Regions from separate parts of the Mus musculus genome. Here all the other regions are linked to region 1. Evidence: chromatin contacts called from public promoter capture Hi-C data. All regions are on one chromosome and are shown on one strand. The core of a region is the stretch at or near the end of the contact, and the rest is flanking DNA. Distances in the headings are between cores, read along the strand shown. Region 1 holds the start of Rpl37a (ribosomal protein L37a). Region 2 holds the start of Chpf (chondroitin polymerizing factor). Region 3 holds the start of Dnpep (aspartyl aminopeptidase).

Region 1 (3,954 bases), core at 918-3,417:
CCCTATAGTCCTGAAATTTCTTAATTTTCTCATGGAAAGAATGATAGCATCCTTCGCCAACACCAACCATGCTGCAGTGAACCTTACCTAACAAGACCAGTGCTGATGTCACACTGGCATGGTGGCACCCTTCAAAAGCCAAGACTTGGGGCACTCTCACTATTCTAAGGTGCTTGAGCATCTGATTTCTTCAATATTGAAAAAGAGACAGACCCAGACTCCACGAGATCTTAAGGTGCTCTCCTCTGTAGACAGGATAGAGGAGGCCTATGATAAGTTTTAAGCCTACACCCCCAAACCAAACAGCCAGACCACACACTGTGTATGAATAGTCAGTCACCTATCAGGACAGAGCACTTGCTACCACTACTCCTTGTGCACTCAAGCTGCTCTTAAACACACTCAGACTGTTTTTTCAATACCAAGGCGTCAAGAAAAACTGCAACCCACATGTTCACCTCCTCAGCAACTAGCCACACTCAGAGGGCCATGCTGGAAGTATAAAAACACCACACCACTTGGATACCAGACTTCTGGCCAGCAAACTCAGGGGTGGAGGGGCAGCTGTTGGTTTGAGATGCTAAAGCTCTTAAGAACAAAGCAAACAATGACAGGAGGCTTCATTTCAACAACATCTGGCTCTGTCAAGGTCATAGCACTAAATATGCCCAAACAGCCTCCAATGTTCTATACAATCCCGAGTCAATTAACCTCAAACCATTTTATAGAAATAACTTGTAGTGTTAAGTCAAGTCCAGCACAAACACCAATGGACTTAGATCAACTGTAATTTTCCAAAGAGCATGGTGACTGTACAATTCAAAAGGAATATGAGAATCAAAGTCTGAACTTCTTCTTTTTTTTTTTTTCCCCCGAGACAGGGTTTCTCTGTGTAGCCCTGGCTGTCCTGGAACTCACTTTGTAGACCAGGCTGGGCTCGAACTCAGAAATCCGCCTACCTCTACCTCCCGAGTGCTGGGATTAAAGGCGTGCGCCACCACGCCCGGCTCTGAGCTTTTATCTATAACCATAACTTTGTTTTTGAGACAGGGTTTCACTGTATAGCCCTGACCAAAAACTATTAACTTTTAAACCCAAACTCATGATTTGCTTTAAACTAAAACAAATCCGATATGCACCAGACCTGGAACACGGGCTGTGCAGTCCATAGCCTTTCCTATACCACAGGAGAAAACACTCACTTGTAGGTCCAGGCCCCACCGGCCACTGTTTTCATGCAGGAACCACAGTGCCAGATGCCGACGGCTCGTCTCTTCATCTTGGTCTGTAAGTAGTTAAGATCTTGTTATGAAATATATATAAAAAAAAAATCCCTGAGACTTCCAGAGAGTAAACTATGGAAAAGCCAGCTTATCCATTAGCAGTTAAATTCTAGTAACCCAAGCAGAGTATTATTTACAGGCTAAACAGACCTCTTTGGGGTTGGTACAGATGCGCTGACATCGCTATCAATTTCCCAAGATCGGACTTTTTCCTCTCCAAACCATTCACCCTTAAGTTCCTCACTAGTTGCAAGTAAACAACGAATGCTCCGCAAAAAGCGAGCCCAAACCGCCTTAGCTCGGGAGCAATGGCACCCTCCTCCCTAACCCGAGGCCGACTTGCCTTGCCACAGAAGGAGCAAGTGTACTTGGCGTGCTGGCTGATTTCAATTTTCTTCACCATTTTCCGGAGGGAGGCACCATAGCGGGTCCCGTACTTGCCGACGATGCCGACCTTCTTGGTGCGTTTAGCCTGTTGACAGAGGAAAGGAACGGAGCAGAGACATTGAGCCAGTCGGTGCACGCCAACGCGCCGCTGAGCACAAACTCGGCTGAATCCTGTTTTCCCTCAAGCTCAACCATCAAGGAAGGCGCCCACAGAGCGCCAAAAGGCTCCAGATTGTGCATTAACTACCGCGCTGGGCCAAGCCCCGCCGAGCCGCCTCCGGCCGCGTACGGGGCTCCAGACGCCGGGAGAAGCCCGACAGCAGACAGGACAGGGACAGCACAGACTACCCGAGGTGGGCTGAGAGCGGGACGCCGGAGACTAAGGCAGATGACGATGGATAGCGACTTCCAAAGCGGTTACGAAGACACTCACCATGTCGCCGGAACCCAAGCCCAAGTCCGAAGAGGAAGGGACGCAATGCGCATGCGCGGTTTTAGACCGGCGAGCGGAAGTGACGCGACCTCCTCTCTCGGAAGTGAACTCGGTGTTCTGGCGGTTTATTCGCTGTCTCCACTGAGAAATGCATAGATGCGCAGAAGTGGTTCACGAGCTGGAAGCACATCCTTCTTAGCTTACACATAACCAAAGTTCTGCAGAGCAGATGCGATTTCTTGCGTTCTGCTCGCGAAGAGACGGGTTTTAGGTGGCTTGCCTTTAAGTGTTTAAAGCGCGACGTTTGTGACTGAGGCGCATTGCCTTCCCACTATATTATACTTCGGAAAATCGCCAGGCCGGGTGCTAGATGCTGGCCATAGTAAACGCCTAGGATCCGCTCCCAGGCCGAGTTACAGTTCGGCTGGGAGACAGTCATATTCGTCACGATTAAGAGTTACGAAATGGGCTGGAGAGATGGCTCAGCGATTAAGAGCGCAGACTGCTCTTCTGAAGGTCCTGAGTTCAAATCCCAGCAACCACATGGTGGCTCACAACCATCCATAATGAGATCTGATGCCCTCTTCTGGAGTGTCTGAAGACAGCTGCAGTGTACTTACATATAATAAATAAATAAATCTAAAAAAAAAAAAAAAAAGAGTTACGAAATGTTGCTGATCAGAGTTCTGGGGATAATGTAAGGAATAGAGGCTACTTGAACCCAAGACCCTAAAGTGGTGGTTCTCTTTCTTTCTTTTTTTGGGGGGGAGGGGAGGGAGGTTTGGAGACAGGGTTTCTCTGTGTAGCCCTGGCTGTCCTGGAACTCACTCTGTAGACCAGGCTGGCCTCGAACTCAGAAATCCGCCTGCCTCTGCCTCCCAAGTGCTGGGATTAAAGGCGTGTGCCACCACGCCTGGCTCTGAAATTTTTAAACACTTCTCTCTCCTAAGATTTTCTTAAACTTTAAGATTTCCAGTGGGAAATGATGTTAGTGTTTGATTTTAAAGAAGTCTGTCTTGGGGCTAGAAAGAGGGCTCATTGACTCTGCTTTCCACCCACATGGTGGCTCAAAAGTGCGTGTAACTCTACTTTTAGGAGACTCCTTGTGACCTCACGTGGTCCACAGATATGTGTACAAGAAAAATATCTATACATAGAAAATAAATAAATATTCGGAAAGATTTGTCTTTTTTTTTTTTTTAAAAAAAGAACTGATTCTCTTTGTAATGTGAAAGTTTGTGAAACTCTTAATTCTTAAGTATTTTTGTACATTATTTATTTAATTTTTCCTCTATTTGTTTTGTTTTCCTCTTGGAACATGTAATTTGGGGCTAGCATTTATGAGTCTACCATAATTTGAGATTGTGTTTATTTATTTATGTGTTTATTTGTATTGGGATTGAACCTAGGGCTTCATACATACTACCCAAGTTACTATAATTGAACTGTATACCCAGCCTTTTCTTATTTTTTATTCTGATACAAGGTCTCATTAAGTTGTCCAACTTTGAACTCCCTTTACAATTCAGGTAGTCCTTTATCTTGCCATGCCAGCTTTTTGAGTAGCTAAATACAGGCCCAGGATGGTTACATTGCTCTTTTTAGTGACTTTTAGTCTTTTTGACTCTAATTCATTGTAAGAAAGACATCTTACACAGCGACCCACTTCATACAAATCTAGTAAAATCAAGAATCCCATAAAACAGTATATGCCATTATGTGTGTTATACTCCAGTTTCTAGCATATTGTAGCATATTCTCTCTTTGCTAGCTTATTAAAAACATGCCAGTTGCTATATACTTCATAAATGGTTCTCAGCCATGGAGATCTTGTTTACCCTCTCCTTCCCA
Region 2 (3,954 bases), core at 631-3,130, 2.8 Mb before region 1:
CCTCTCTGCCCAAACTGGTTCTGATACATATAATCTTGAAGGCTGCCTTTGGGTCCCTACTCATAGAAGGCTCTCTCCACTGTGAAGTTCTGTAACTTCCTGAAGAATCCACTGGGCGTTTATTTACTCAAAGCTGACACTAGCCCATAGGTCACCTTTGTGAAAATGAGAAAAAGGCATACTGTTTTGTAGAGAAGCCAGCCTTGGTCCAAGACCTTGAGAGTTGTCAAATGGACCCCCACACACCTGTTCGACTGAGCGGCAGTTAGTGCTCACCCACCCAACCTCACTGAACTATGTAATCCATGCTGGCCTTGAGCCTCCCTTCCCTTGCTTTGGCTTCCTGGATGCTGGGATTACAGGCATACCACGCCCTCCCCCATACAACTCTTCACAGTAACCATTCTTATGGGAATCTGCCTTGTAGGCGATCTCCATTTGTATGACTACCATCCAGCCCACTCTGATATGTATCACAAGTGTGAATATTCCAGGTCTCGCCCCCACCATGCAATATGCCCTGTGGTAAGGAACCATGCTAAGAGTTTTTATTATTTTATTTTAGTCTGCTTATCCTAAGTGATCCAAACATATCTTCGCTACGATAGTCATTATTCTTTGACCACCTACTAATTCTTGTCTATATGAGACAAACACTGTTGTCTTTGTCCAAGTGAAAAAGCTGAGACCCAGGTTAACATGCCCATTACATCACAGTGACTAACATACAGAGCCCGGTTCAAACTCAAAGAGCCTAATTCAAAACCTGCTCTCTGTAGAATCTAGAGTCAATGATCTACAAATATACTTGTGATCAGCAAGAGAATGATACCGCCATGAGGGTGGGGTGGGGGTGGGGGTGGGATGGGGTGGAAATGATTCTCGAGACACCAGAAAAAGGAACTTTAGGGAAACAGTAGAAGGCCACAGGTGAGGAACGAGGGGGATCTCACCAAAGAAGCAGTAGACGACTCCAAACAAACAGCACATGATGCAGACGAGGGCCGGCAGTGCCTGATACCTGCGCTCCAGAGGCTGTTCACAAGGTGCACCCCAGAAGGTGTCATCCGGCTCCGGGGGCAGCAGCTGAAACCGCAGAGTTTCCATAGTACCCGGCATAGCGCCGGGAATGGAAGGGGGTCACCCTCCCAGGACAACCTGACAGGGAGGAAATTGGGGTCAAGAGTCAGTTGTGGGTCTCCACTACAATAACAGTGCGAGTGGGGGAATTCAGCAAGGGCACAGTGGACAAAGGAATGGTTGCCCACATCAGGCAGCTCTAGAAGCATCTCTGGAACGGGGAGCAGAGACAAAGGGAAACAAGTGCCTGGCTAGAGGCGGCTGGGATGGACTTAAAAGAGGGACTAGATGGGGCTAGACGAGGAGAGGGAGGGTGCCGCTGGCAAAAAGAGGCAGCCTGAGCACCATCTGTGGGAGGCTCAATTTGGAATTGTCCAAGATCTACCTGGGCCGGAGGTGACCGGAGCTTCCGAGCAAAGGAGGGTGTGCAGGGGCCGGAGGAGCCGGGGTTGTAGGACACCAGAGGCTCTGACTGACTGGGGTCCGGGCAAAGTCTGCCGTGCGAAGGGGGCTGCTGGGCCGGAGAGACGGGTCTCTGTGCGACGGCGTCGTCGCCCCACCTCCGACACCGGCTGGCACTGCAGCTCCACAGACTCGCGCCCGGCTCGGGGAAGGGAAAGGAGCAGGAGCTCGGGCTGTCCCGGAGCCGCGGCCCCATGCCCTGAGCCCGCTGGCGGCCTTTGGTGCTGATGGACAGCTCCGGCCTCTGCTCCTGACGTCACTCAGGGTGCACCATCCTGGCAGGGGCGGGCTGCTTCTGACGTCATCCGGGACGCACCAACCACGCAGGGGGGAGACAGGGGACTCCGCCCCCGGCGTCTGCCTCTCCGGCGCTGAGGAGGGGGCACTTCCGGGGGTCCTTCCCCTTTAACCTCCTCCCCTTCGTCCCTCTCCGCTAGCTGACGGCTAGACCCCACCTCGGGGGCGGGGCCCTGTCGGTGACACGTCGGACAGCGGCCGCCTTGGAGGCCCGGGCGCGCAGTGCTGCTCTAAGGGCGGCCGACCCGCCCGGGGATTCCGGGCTTGAGCTCCTACCTCTGCTCGGCGGGGAGGGAGCGGGCCCGCCTGCTGGGCCTGGGCCCTCCGGATCCGCCCCCTCTTCGGTCCCGCCCCCTCGGAGCCGCCTCGGGCTACGCGGGGGCCGGGGACCCGCTGTCGGGACGCCATGCGGGCGTCGCTGCTGCTGTCCGTGCTGCGGCCCGCGGGGCCCGTGGCCGTGGGCATCTCTCTGGGCTTCACCCTGAGCCTGCTCAGCGTCACCTGGGTGGAGGAGCCTTGCGGACCCGGGCCGCCCCAACCCGGAGACTCTGAGCTGCCGCCGCGCGGCAACACCAACGCGGCGCGCCGGCCCAACTCGGTGCAGCCCGGATCCGAGCGCGAGAGGCCCGGGGCCGGCGCAGGCACCGGTGAGAGCTGGGAGCCTCGTGTCTTGCCCTACCATCCCGCGCAGCCAGGCCAGGCCACCAAGAAGGCCGTCAGGTACTGATCCACTCCGTCCGCCCTAACACCCCCCCCCCCCCCCCCGCAGGCACCAGCCAGGATGCGCGCGCTAGGGAGGCCGCCAGAGGCCGGGTCAGGCTCCGGAAGGAAGGGGCCGGCCGGCCAGGAAGTCCTTGGGCCTCGATTACTTCCTATGACCCTGCTTGCAGGGAGACAGAGGGCCAGTTTGAAGCTTTTTCTGGATCCCGTCCGGATCTGAGCTGAGCTAAACCGACTCCACCCAATTATACTCCAAAGACCCTCTTAGCCCCCCACTGGTCTGTTTAGGATTAGAAAAATGAGTGTTAAAGAGGATAAGTGTATAAAGAGGGGGAAAGAAAAAGGAGGGAACTGGAATTTACCTGTATTTCATTCCTAGATGGGTTTCAAGGGCCACCTTGGGATGAGATGGGAGAGGGAGGAATGTACTCATCACATTGATGTCTCTGCCCACGCATTGAAGTAATTTCTTCTAAGTAACAGTGAATTCCAGTTGTACAACTTACCTTCTACCTTAGGAAGGTGAGTCACTGCCTTAGTTTGCCCCTCTCCAAAAGACATTCTCTACACCACTATGCCGTATGCTTCTACACATCATTTATAGGACATATTGGGGGGGCGGGGCTGACAGCATATTCATGTTGCAGGGAGCATCTGCAACAGTGTGCCAAGCATGTTACTGTTTAAGTGCAATCTGTCCCATTTTACAGATGGCACCGATTAAGTAACATGTTCAGGGACACAGCCACTAGGTTGTGAAATCTGGAAGTAGATCTAGTGTATCTCTTACCTGCATCTGCCTTGGAAGTGCTGTCTCCTAGATGCAACACTTTCTGTGAGACCAGTATATCACTTAAATCATGTCTCGTGGGAGAGACAGTCTTATCCTCCCGTTCGTGGGTGCCAAACAGGTCCAGAGGAGAACTAACAAGTGAAGCTGTGTGCTATCTTGTTCCTAACTGTCTTTTCCCAGAACTCGGTATATCAGCACGGAGCTGGGCATCAGGCAGAAGCTTCTGGTGGCAGTGCTGACCTCACAAGCCACGTTGCCTACACTGGGTGTGGCTGTAAACCGAACTCTGGGACACCGACTGGAGCATGTAGTGTTCCTGACCGGTGCGAGGGGCCGCCGGACACCTTCAGGCATGGCGGTGGTGGCACTGGGCGAAGAGAGGCCCATCGGACACCTGCACCTGGCGCTGCGCCACCTGCTGGAGCAACACGGCGATGACTTTGACTGGTTTTTCCTAGTGCCTGATGCCACCTATACTGAAGCGCATGGACTGGACCGCCTAGCTGGCCACCTCAGCCTTGCTTCAGCAACCCATCTCTATCTTGGCCGGCCGCAGGACTTCATCGGTGGAGATACTACCCCAGGCCGCTACTGCCACGGGG
Region 3 (3,954 bases), core at 816-3,315, 2.6 Mb before region 1:
TACCCTGTTTTAGCTATCAGTAGCTTAGAATGTAGCCCCTCCCCCACGTAACCAGACCTTAGAGAACAGATGAGAACATCCTTCCCATGGTCCACTTAGCACTCAGCTTCATACATAATGCGACTTACATAATTATTAATGAGTAATTAATTAACTGTACAAATGAGTAGGGATACAATGATATCTAAAGGATGATTAAGAAGCTACACAGATGTAGTCTGTCACCCACTGAACGGATCTTGAAACTGCCCCCTTTGAAGTGAGGGTGGCAGGACCTTTCCAGAATCTATCCCTGTTCATTTCCATCCCAAGTATAAAAGCAACAGATGCCCCCCACCCCCACCCCAGAGACCTGTGATCCCTGGAAAGACTATTTTTACACTCATGGTAGGTCGACTCTGTTTTGAACCTCAAAGCCACAAGAGTCCTGATCCATCGATGTATGGATGAGTTTTAAGATTGCTATTCAACATTCTTGACATGGAAACATAATATTGGAATTGCCCCCCTCAACTGCTTTAAGGAGTAGAAAGAGCCAGTAGGGGCGGCTCATGCCTGTATCTCCAACAATTGCAAGACTGAGGCAGGATTGCCATGGATTTGAGGCCAGCCTGGGCTACATAGTGAGCTCTGGAAAAGCCTGAACAAAACTGAAATCCTGTCTGAAAGAAAAAAAAAATCATGAGTATCAGAATCAAACCTCAGGGCCACCCAAACAGCTGTGTTGAAAAGGTCACTGACTTCTGTGTTCCTCTGAGACCTACTAAGTAGCATAACATTTAACCAAAGAGGATAGAAAAAAGCCTACGAAAGTCTCTTGCAGTTGTTCTAGGCTCTGCACACTAATTTATGGAGTCATAAGCCCAGCTGTGCCATCCATTTGTAACTAGAGACAGATTACTCTCATAATTCCGTTGTCTACAAAATGCTGACAGTAAAATTGTGAGAATTACATACGATAACGTTTATCATAACATAAACTCATGGAAGTCAGCGGCTGTGCTAACACCACCGGGGCGCTAGAGCGCGCTGCCGCCGCCGCGGTGGGCCGTCCTGCCTGAGGGTGCTCCAGGAGCGGAACGCCTCGCAGCGGCTTCGAGGCCGCTGACAAAGGAAAGGGCGGAGGGGGGGGGGTCAACGCCTGGAGGACTCGACTTGATGGAGGCGGGGCGAGAGAGGCATCAGGGGCGGGGCCTGCCAAGGAAGCCCGGACAGCGGAGACAAGGTCTGGAGAGTAGGCGTGACGGGGCGGAGCTAGTGGCGCAATGAGGGCGGGTCATGAGACGTGGCTCCTAACGGGGCAAAGCTAGTGGAACAGTGGGGCGGGGCGCGGTGTGACTGGAGCTGACTAGTCCACGTGGTTAGAACGCAGCCTGATTGGAGGAAGGCGGGTCGGTGAGGCGGGAGCGGAACCGGAACGCGTCCTGACAGGGGCGGAGCTCTCGGAGTAGTGAGGGCGGGACGCGGCCTGACTGGCACAGAGCAGTCAGCGTGTTTGGAACCAGGCCTGACGGGAGCTGAGCGAGTAGCGGGAGGGGGCGGAACCCGACCGAGGCCTGACAGGGGCGGAGCTCGCGGAGCAGCGGGGGCGGGGCGAGGCCTGGTAGAGGCGGAGTCCCGGTGCGGCCTGACGAGAGGCGGAGCCCACAGCTCGGCGAAGGCGAGGCCTGATCCGGGAGGGAGGAGCGGAGCGTCAGGGGCGGGCCGGAGTCCGGCTCCTGGAGCGGAGTGCGGTGGGGCTATGCAGGTGTGTTGCTGTTGCCGGTCCCGCCTCCACTTCGGCTCGGTGGCAGGCCGCGCGCCCTTTCGGAGCTAAGCTTAAGGCGGCGCTGACACGGGCGTACTCCGGTTTCAAAGTAAAACTGAAACCCTCCGAGGTGGCCTGACCTTCCCGGAGCCGGAAGGGCTGTCTAGTGACTGACGGGGCTAAGGGACAGGTGTAGTGGTGCTTTGATTCCGGACACGGTGGCGCGCCGGCTAGTGGCCTTTCCAGCTTTGAGGTCCTCTTGGAGGCGGGATTTCCTAGCTGGGCGGGGCGTGGATTATCTGATTAGGGGGCGGGCCTTTCCGATCCTGTACTCCAGGGACAAAACTGGGTGGAGGTCCTCTTGCCCTGGGACTGAACCTTTGAGCCGAGAGCGATCGAGCTAGGAATCCACATCTGTCGCCAGTGAAGTCCTCGGAAGCAGAGGTTGAGCCTTGGGGCTCTCATTTCTAGGGGGCTGAAAGAGGGATCCTAGACCCGGCAGCCACCTGAACTCTCCACTTCTCCCTGTAGATGGCTATGAACGGCAGGGCTCGGAAAGAGGCCATCCAGGCCACAGCCCGAGAGCTCCTGAAGTTCGTGAACCGGAGTCCCTCTCCTTTCCACGGTAGGTGACCAGGGTTAGGGAGGCTAGGAGTGGGAGTGACTTGACCAACTTCCATCGCTGAGAGAGCCCTTTTCCTACAGTCGTGGCTGAGTGCCGCAGCCGCCTCCTCCAGGCTGGCTTCCGTGAACTCAAGGAAACAGAGGGCTGGGATATCGTACCAGAAAACAAGGTACTAAGGGATAGCGTGGGGGCAGACACTATTGCAAAGGCCTGTGTCCCGGATCATAAAGCAACTCACGCCCCTGTCTTTCAACTCTCTCCCCCAGTACTTCTTAACCAGAAACTCCTCCTCCATCATTGCTTTTGCTGTGGGGGGCCAGTATGTTCCTGGCAATGGCTTCAGCCTCATTGGGGCCCACACGGACAGTCCCTGTCTCAGGGTAAGAAGTTAGGACTTGTTTGGACTGAAGGGAGGTGTGGGGGGGGGCGGTTGGGAAGAAGAGATCCTGGAGGTAGAGTTTGCAAGGCCCTATCCCAAGGTCCCGGGAAGAAGGTAGACCCGCCCCATGCTCTCATGTTCCCCACATACACTTTCAGCTGTCAACTGATGTGCTATCTGCTCTGTATAACTTACTGCCTGAGTCTCCCTTCCAGATGTTGTCTTTCAGACATTCCCTTTTTTCTCATTCTTACGCTCAGGTGAAACGCAAATCGCGCCGAAGCCAGGTGGGCTACCACCAGGTCGGTGTTGAGACCTACGGCGGTGGGATCTGGAGCACATGGTTCGACCGGGACCTGACCTTGGCTGGACGCGTCATTATCAAGGTGGTATCGAGGGGCTAGGAACTGGGGAGGCTCTCACTTCCGGCAGCCTGAAGCTTGAATGTCTTCCCATTTCTTAAGTGTACCAGTGAAGAGTCCTCGTGGGGAAGAGGGGACATGATTATTCTGGGTTTAGTAAGGGATTTTATCAGCTGGATTTGGGAGGTGCCCAGTTCTGACCTGGCCGGTTGGCCACAGTGCCCTACCTCAGGCCGGCTGGAGCAGAGGCTCGTCCATATAGAACGGCCCATCCTGCGCATCCCACATCTGGCCATCCATCTGCAGCGAAATATCAATGAGAACTTTGGGCCCAACACAGAGATCCACCTGTGAGTCCACATTCGAGCCAGGGTTGTGATGGCTGTGAGGGTGGGATATGGCACTGGGGAACAGAGGACCACCCCTTAGTGGTCAAGTTCCACGTTTGGAAACCAGTTCTATCCATTTGGGGAGTGCGCTGGGAATCAGTCGGAGGACTAGAAGTTCATGGCTGTCCCTCTCCCTTCTCTCAACCCATTTCCCCACAGAGTCCCTATTCTTGCCACAGCAGTTCAGGAAGAGCTGGAGAAAGGGACTCCTGAACCAGGGCCTCTCGGTGCCACTGTAAGAAGCTCCCCTGGCCCGGAGAGGGTGGGCAGAGGGGAGCAGACCAGTCCCCTAGAGGGGCAAAGGATGAGCAGGTCCACCTTCCAACATCCCCTGCCTTACAGGATGAGCGGCACCACTCGGTCCTCATGTCCCTGCTCTGTACCCATCTGGGCCTGAGTCCTGACAGCATCATGGAGATGGAGCTCTGCCTGGCAGACACCCAGCCTGCAGT

The links. Capture Hi-C pulls out chosen DNA fragments and counts their contacts.
Region 2: a contact with region 1 is called in a promoter capture Hi-C map of adipose tissue, with 4 times the contacts expected there. The contact joins the promoter of Chpf here to the promoter of Rpl37a in region 1. A contact is called at or near these places in 2 of 39 promoter capture datasets (liver and pre-B cells), 2 of 484 Hi-C or Micro-C datasets (natural killer cells and regulatory T cells), 1 of 115 datasets of contacts at active chromatin or transcription factors (thymic regulatory T cells) and 2 of 9 other capture datasets (adipose tissue and liver).
Region 3: a promoter capture Hi-C map of liver shows a contact between it and region 1, with 4 times the contacts expected there. The contact joins the promoter of Dnpep here to the promoter of Rpl37a in region 1. A contact is called at or near these places in 2 of 39 promoter capture datasets (liver and pre-B cells), 3 of 484 Hi-C or Micro-C datasets (CD4 T cells and CD8 T cells) and 1 of 9 other capture datasets (liver).

What each region holds. Positions count from the first base shown.
Region 1 is chr1:72,709,473-72,713,426 of GRCm38.p6, reverse strand. Rpl37a (ribosomal protein L37a) reads right to left here and starts at 2,167. Exons shown (of 4, transcript NM_009084.4): 1 at 2,104-2,167; 2 at 1,627-1,755; 3 at 1,203-1,285. The coding sequence starts at 2,106.
Region 2 is chr1:75,477,397-75,481,350 of GRCm38.p6, reverse strand. Chpf (chondroitin polymerizing factor) reads left to right here and starts at 1,880. Exons shown (of 4, transcript NM_001001566.3): 1 at 1,880-2,559; 2 at 3,533-3,954. The coding sequence starts at 2,246. It overlaps Tmem198 (transmembrane protein 198), which reads right to left and starts at 1,819. Exons shown (of 5, transcript NM_177056.4): 1 at 1,466-1,819; 2 at 954-1,158. The coding sequence starts at 1,119.
Region 3 is chr1:75,315,128-75,319,081 of GRCm38.p6, reverse strand. Dnpep (aspartyl aminopeptidase) reads left to right here and starts at 2,065. Exons shown (of 15, transcript NM_016878.4): 1 at 2,065-2,191; 2 at 2,279-2,372; 3 at 2,453-2,541; 4 at 2,639-2,752; 5 at 3,012-3,137; 6 at 3,333-3,463; 7 at 3,662-3,737; 8 at 3,845-3,952. The coding sequence starts at 2,279.